Regions from separate parts of the Capra hircus genome. Here region 2 is linked to region 1. A link is a contact called in public Hi-C data. All regions are on one chromosome and are shown on one strand. The core of a region is the stretch at or near the end of the contact, and the rest is flanking DNA. Distances in the headings are between cores, read along the strand shown.

What was found. Hi-C and Micro-C count contacts between places; a contact is called where the count stands out from the background.
Region 2: a contact with region 1 is called in a Hi-C map of blood, with 4 times the contacts expected there. The contact joins the enhancer-like site here to the promoter of CHD9 in region 1. A contact is called at or near these places in 2 of 5 Hi-C or Micro-C datasets (both in blood).

What each region holds. Positions count from the first base shown.
Region 1 is chr18:22,928,491-22,931,810 of ARS1.2, reverse strand. It overlaps CHD9 (chromodomain-helicase-DNA-binding protein 9), which reads right to left and starts at 1,521. Exons shown (of 39, transcript XM_005691975.3): 1 at 1,411-1,521.
Region 2 is chr18:23,118,340-23,121,659 of ARS1.2, reverse strand. The region is part of intron 24 of CHD9 (chromodomain-helicase-DNA-binding protein 9); the gene reads right to left. Among named protein-coding and RNA genes, the nearest start is that of RBL2, 51 kb to the left of the region's middle. Within about 2 kb of position 1,584, at least 3 of the 5 cell types and tissues checked have an H3K27ac peak or open chromatin away from gene starts, as enhancers often do.

The sequences.
Region 1 (3,320 bases), core at 272-2,771:
AAGAAATCCAGTTTAAATGAACCCAGGAGGCAGTTCTGTGAAAGTGCTCCACTGGAAGCAATGGCAGCTAGTGTTTGCGGAGGAGGCACCATGAGCTGCCCTGTGTAACGTGCTTTTTCTATGTTCCCTCCACCAAAAAGGGAAACAGCAACTCATTGTACTTTTGCCATGGGCTCTAGAATCATACTGCCTGGGTTCAAACACAGGATCTGCTTCTAATTAATTATTTAACTCTGAGCACGTTCCTTGGCCTCTCAGAGCCCCAGCTTCCTTGGCTATCAAACGGGGTAGTTAGTATAGTTAACGCCTTGTAGGTCACGGTGAGGAGTAGCTGTGGCCCACACACAGGAAGCATTTAGCATCATGCCAGGCACAGATGAGCACTTAGGAAACATTACCTCTTGTGGTCAATAGATTCCATGGCAAATCTAAGAGTTTTATACAATCATACCCATTTTGCAGATGAAGAAACTGAGGCTAAGGGTGATTCTATGAGTTTTTGAGGGCCAGACAGCCCAGGGAGGGCTGGCTCTGGGAACTCTAAGCCTAGGCTCACTGTAAACATAGCATTTACTAAAATGATGAGGGCTGCTCCAGGAGGCCCCTTGAACTTCTATGGGATCAGGGTAAGGACAAGCTCCCTTTTCCCCAAGAGTCTTCCCTCATATTCTACATCTGTATCTTTCTGTTCCCTGCCCACTTTCGAGTTCAACCCTTTCAGTACCAGCCCTGTTGGGAGGGAGGATGTTGGTTTGTTATCTTGGCTTTGACAGCTCAAAGGCGGAGATATTTCCTGCTTAAAAGACTCCCTGAAGAAGGAGGAGGAGGAGAATCAGCATTGTGGGCTGCAACAACCGTCTTCCTTTTCCTCCAACCCTTTGGGTCAAGGGTCCTCACCCTTGGCTGCTAGTTGGAATCGCCTGGGAAGCTCTGAAATATCCAGAGGTCCAGGCCCCAACCCAGACTACTTCCATCTGAGCCTCAGAGCGGGGTTGGGTGGAGGGCTACGGGGCATCGGCAGTTTTTTCATGCTCCCCCAAGCGATTCCAGCGTGCAGGCAAGTTGGAGAAATGGTGCTTTTGGATCAGCCCTCGGCTGCAACGCTGAAGTCGATTTGGGGAGCAGTAACTCTTTTCTCAGCCTAGGACTGGCTGCTGGGGGATTCGGGCAGGCTCTCCAGAGGAACCAGCCAGTGAAGGATGTTTGCGTGCGAGCGATCTGGCGTCCAGCTGTGCCCCGAGGCCCAGCTTGGAGACGGCGGGTCTCCGGGTCCCCGCAGGCAACGACACGTGCGGCCGCTCCGACCTGTCTGGTTATCTACCGAGACCGCCAGCCGACCTCGGCGGCCGCCGCGGGCCCACCCCGACCACAGAGGTTCGCAGGAAACGCCCGGGGCTCGGGAATTCCTACCTTGGCTGCCGGCGCTGTCCTCCGGTCCCCGGAATCCTGCGACTCCGGTTCGATCTGTCGCCGGGGCTCCGCGGTCGCTTTCGTCTGCGCCCGAGAGGCGCCCACTAGAGCGCAGGCGCCACCTAGTGGGCGCGGGGCGGAGGCGCGGGGACCGGGCGGGGAGGTGGGAGAGCGGTTGGTCCCAGGCGGAAATGCTGCCCCGGCTGCCCACGTGGGCGGTTTTCCAGCACGCTGCGCACCCTGGGCGCAAATCCCGGCTGGGTGGGATCACCTTCACTCCCTAGAGGGCACTGGAACCTGAACTTGCTGAACTTTCTCTTGGGGGCACGGAGGGGCAGCCAGGCCCTGGCTGCTGGCCTGAGATCCATTCTGGGATTTTCCTGGCCGGACTCAGGAATCTTGCCTTTCATCCAGAAGCTTTCAGTACACCCCGATTTGGCAGAGCCGAATCTTTTAAATATATTGCGAGCATCAGAAGATGCAGGGGACTGGGCCTCTCTCAAACCCAGGGAGGCCTTTGCCCTACAAGCGATTCGTTCTTTTAGCCCCGCCTCCAACCCCCACCCCACCGCACGCCACCCCCCATTTCCTATCCTCCCACCCCCTAGCAGTTACCTTTCTTTCCCTGTTCCCTCCAGTCTCTTTCGCTGTTATTAAACATCCAGTCTGTATCACACCCTGTGTATAGAGTCCAGAGACACAGGCTCCTAAGGAGTTGGCAATGCAGGTTATATTTCTGACCCGGGCGCCTTTGACATTGACATTTCTTTGGTTGGAGCCATCCTGGCACTGCGGGACATTTACATCTCTTGATTCCTTGGCGCTAAATGCCAGTAGCCACCCTGAAGTCATTGTGACAACCAAAACCACCCCTTCATATTTCCAATTGTCTCCTGGGTTGGGGGAGCACCGCCCTAGGCTGAGAACCTGTTAGCTCCTTATTAAAATCAGGAAAATGGTGAATTATTGAAAGTGTGTACATTTCGTTTATTTTTTCCCCTCCAACCCATGTTAACTGAGCACTTACTATGCGCCAGACACTTTCCTATGAATAGAAGATACTAGGAAGGACAAAACACCTTGAAATCTCTGCCCTTATTGAATTCACCTTTATGTAACAAATTAACTTTTAGCACACACGCAGATGCAATCCCATGTAACTAAGCTCTTGGTGGAATAAGTACAGGGTTTATTTATTTTTTAATATAGCAATTGATAGGGCACCAAAGGTGGAGAGTGCCCTGGTGATGGAGGCAAGTTTGGCAAGTCTTGTTTTAAGGCAGTTTATCTCTGGGGTGATAGTTGGAGGGAAGTTGACCAAAGTGGAAATATTAGAGACAGTTAGTGACAGTGAGACCTGGGTCATTCCCCCACCCCCACCTGCCTCTGCCTTTGGTCTCTCTGTCCTGGTGTCATCTGGTCAAAGTGGCCATCCAGGACAGGAGGGGGAGGGGGCATCATCTATGGGCAGCACCTGGAGTGACGGGGGTGTGTGTGTGTCTGTCGTAGGGGCCACCCCAGCCTACCCGGGGCCAGTTCTTGCCCTGGTCAAGGTGAATCTGTCAGAGAAGTGCTGACAGGCACCTTCCTATTCTGTCACTTTAAAGTGTCTCTGAGTCACTTTCATGCCTTGCAGGAGCTCCCTTCTCCGCCCCACACACCACCCTCCTGGGCCCCAAAGCTTGCCCAGGCAAGGACCTAGCTTTAGAGCATAACCTCTGCGATTCTGATGCCAGGCATCACCTGATGAGGTTAAAGGTTTCCTAAAGAATGTCTCCTCTGGCTTCTTCTAGTATTCTGTTCATTCCACTAATTACAGAGTTTTGGGGACTGTGGTTGTCAACCGGTCTGTTTTTATCCACAGGTTCTCCATAAATGATCTCCTTGAGTGCCTGAGCCATGTTTGATAG
Region 2 (3,320 bases), core at 335-2,834, 190 kb before region 1:
ACTAGAGAAAAATGCAAGTTTTTGATTAATAATTTGATGAAACCACTCAAAGTGCTATTTTTATGCTGTTTATAATACCATGCCACAAAATGATAGTATGATAAGTTAATAAGAACACAATGATAAAGCCATGATGCTCTGGTAATTTGGTGGTTTTCATTAATGTAAAGCAACTACAGCACTTATAATTTTATAAATATAACTTTCTTTTCTTTCATCACTTGAAATTACCATTTTCCCAGAAACATTCTGTGAGTAACACACCTCTAAAGTAATATATACCTCTAAAAAGGGAAAGATGCCATGCATAAAACGACTGAAATGTTCACTTCTTTACCACAGAGATTCAAGCCACTGTCTCCTTCAGCCTAGCATAGAGTTAATAATGTTTGATAAGGATTAGCAAATATAATTAATTTTTATATAAATATGTCATTCTTATATTGCATTCAACAGCCAAAGGGGCAGAGATTGAATAGGGCTTGCCTAGTAGCTCAGCTGGCAAGAATCTTCTTGCAATGCAGGAGACCCCAGTTTGATTCCCCGGTTGGGAAGGTCTCCTGGAGAAGGGATAGGCTACCCACTCCAGTATTCTTGGGCTTCCCTAGTGGCTCAAGGGGTGAAGAATCCACCTGCAATACAGGAGACCTGAGTTCAATCCATGGGCCAGGAAGATTCCCTGGAGGAGGGCATGGCAACCCACTCCAGTATTTTTGCCTGGAGAATCCCCATGAACAGAAGAGCCTAGTAGGCTATACTCCAGTGGGTTGCAAAGAGTTGGACACGACTGAGTGATTAAGCACAGCATAATACCCCAGGGAATCAAAATTCTACTTGAGAATTTCTCTATGAAATTAATGAATTATCAGTTTTCAAAGAATCACAGATATGATTTAAAGATACAACACATAAAAAACACACAAATTTAGTTGCATTTCATCTCTTCATCTTAGCATCATAAATTTTATAAATTAACAAAGGACTAGGGATGTAAGATATGAAGAGTTTCCTAAGTTGTGTGACAAAAGTTCATCTATAAGTTGGTTATCTTTGGGAACTCAAAATAAACTTTCATACAGATATAAAATAAGTGATCAGTGTTTCTGGTCTGATTCACAAGAACCTAATACTTAAGCACTAATATAGTTGAAATAAAAGACACTGACAATGAAAAAGAAAGAGTTATAAATTTAATAAGTAAATAAAACATAAGGAAATCACTTTTTATTTTTCATGTTTTGCCAGGAGACTGAAAAACATTTTTCAGCATTCTAAAATGCACATCTCATTATATCTTATTTTGCTTAAAAACAGAAGTGTCACAATCACAGTATTTTTTAGTTTAGTGCAGAAAGAGGAAGAGAGGTTTTCCTATGATATGGCAAAGGCTGAAAAACAGATGAGAAAAAATACAGTTAAAGAAGAGATTTAGTTTTGATTTCACTCCTGGTCAGGATTAATCAAAGCAGAAGCACAGAATGATAAAGGAAAAAGAGGAAAGAACACTGGAGACAGGATACCCAAAGGGGAATTATCAAGTGGGTCAGATACTGTATTTCCCTATACAAACCAGCAGGTGGCACTCTAAGCTCAAAACACTGTGACATCTGAGGTGGAAGGGTTTTTCCTTCTTTTAAAGAGCAAAGGAGGCTTCCCTGATAGCTCAGTTGTTAAAGAATCTGCCTGCAGTGCAGGAGACTCCAGTTCAATTCCTGGGTTAGGAAGATCTGCTGGAGAAGCGAAAAATCTACCCACTCCAGTTTTCTGGCCTGGAGAACTCCATGGACTGTACAGCAGTTCTGAAGAGTCAGACAGGACTGAGTTACTTTCACTTTACAGACTTCCCTGAAGCTCAAACGGTAAAGAATCTGCCTGCGATACAGGAGACCAGGGTTCTAGGGTGGGAAGTTCCTCTGGAGAAGGGAATGGTAATCCACTTCAGTATTCTCGCCTGGAGAATTCCATGGGCAGAGAAGCCTGGTGGGCTACAGTCCGTGGGGTCACAGAGTCAGACACGATGGAGCGACTAGTAAAGGACACTCAGTAATATACCTCATAGTTTAAATGTACCATGTGCATGTTAAGTGTCATTAACTGCTGGGGAAAAGAATACAATAAGGTGCATATACTCCTGTTGTTAATGTCTGCAATCTCTTGCATAAAGCCTCTGACTTCCCCTGGCCAGATCATTCATTCAAAATAGATTTAAACAGTATTCACTAGGTGCTAACAATGGCAATAATAAGATAGACAGATCCCTGCCCTTTTGAAGAAGTATCTGCAAAACCTCTTCAATACGTGTGATGAGTGCTGTGACAAGGCACCCAGTTGAGAAGACAGGGAGGCTGATTTGATGTTGCCTGAGGAGTAAGAGAGGGAGAAGGGAGGAAAATGGGAAAGAGAATGTCTCCCCAAGAATGCAAAGGCCTGGAGGGAATGAGGGAGTATGTTGAGAGAGATAAGAATACGTTAAAATCCAAATAAAACCCAAAATGAGAAACCAGTGAAGGAGAGAATAATGAAAGAGGTTAATTCAAAGATCACAGTTCCTAGGAAATCACAAGGGGGTTGAATTCAATCAGATCAAAGAAAAAGAGGAGCCAATCAGCCAATAACAAATTATATTCACTGATTGTTACTATTTCCCAGGTTCTTGGGGCTAGGAATATGATCACCAATAAGACAGATAGCAGATGTCACCTTCAGTCAGCTTAAACTGTATTGACAGGAGAAATACAATTTAAAAATAAATACAATTTTTAATACTAGTAGGCATCATGAATGAGACAAAATAAGGTTAAGTTAGAGCGGGCAGGGAAGGCCTATCTGCAGAGGTGAAACCTACACTGAGACCTGCATGATGGGAGCAGGCACTTCTGTGGAAAATGAGGGGAAAGAGTATTGCACTGGGAAACAGCACAGAATGAGCCTAACATGCTGGAGGAACATTGTGGATGAAGGACAGAGTGGAGGTAGAAGGCCCAGGCTTATGTAGGTCACTATAGGATAGGTCTTTATTCTAAGAGAAATGAAAAGGTTCTAAGAAGAGGAGTACCTTGGCCTGATTTTTGCTTTACAAAGATCACTCTGGTTTCTGTATCAAGGTACAACTGTAGAGAGGCAAAAGATGCAAAAATGGGAATTCCCTGGCAGTCCAGTAGTGGTTAGAACTCTGTGCTTCCACTGCAGGGGGCCTGGGTTCAATCCCTGGTTGGGGAACTAAGATCCTGCAAATCGTGGGGCTGTGCCAAAACAACAACAAAATCCAACTACTCTGGTGGTGCAGAGGTTAAAGCGTCTGCCTGCAATGTGGGAGACCT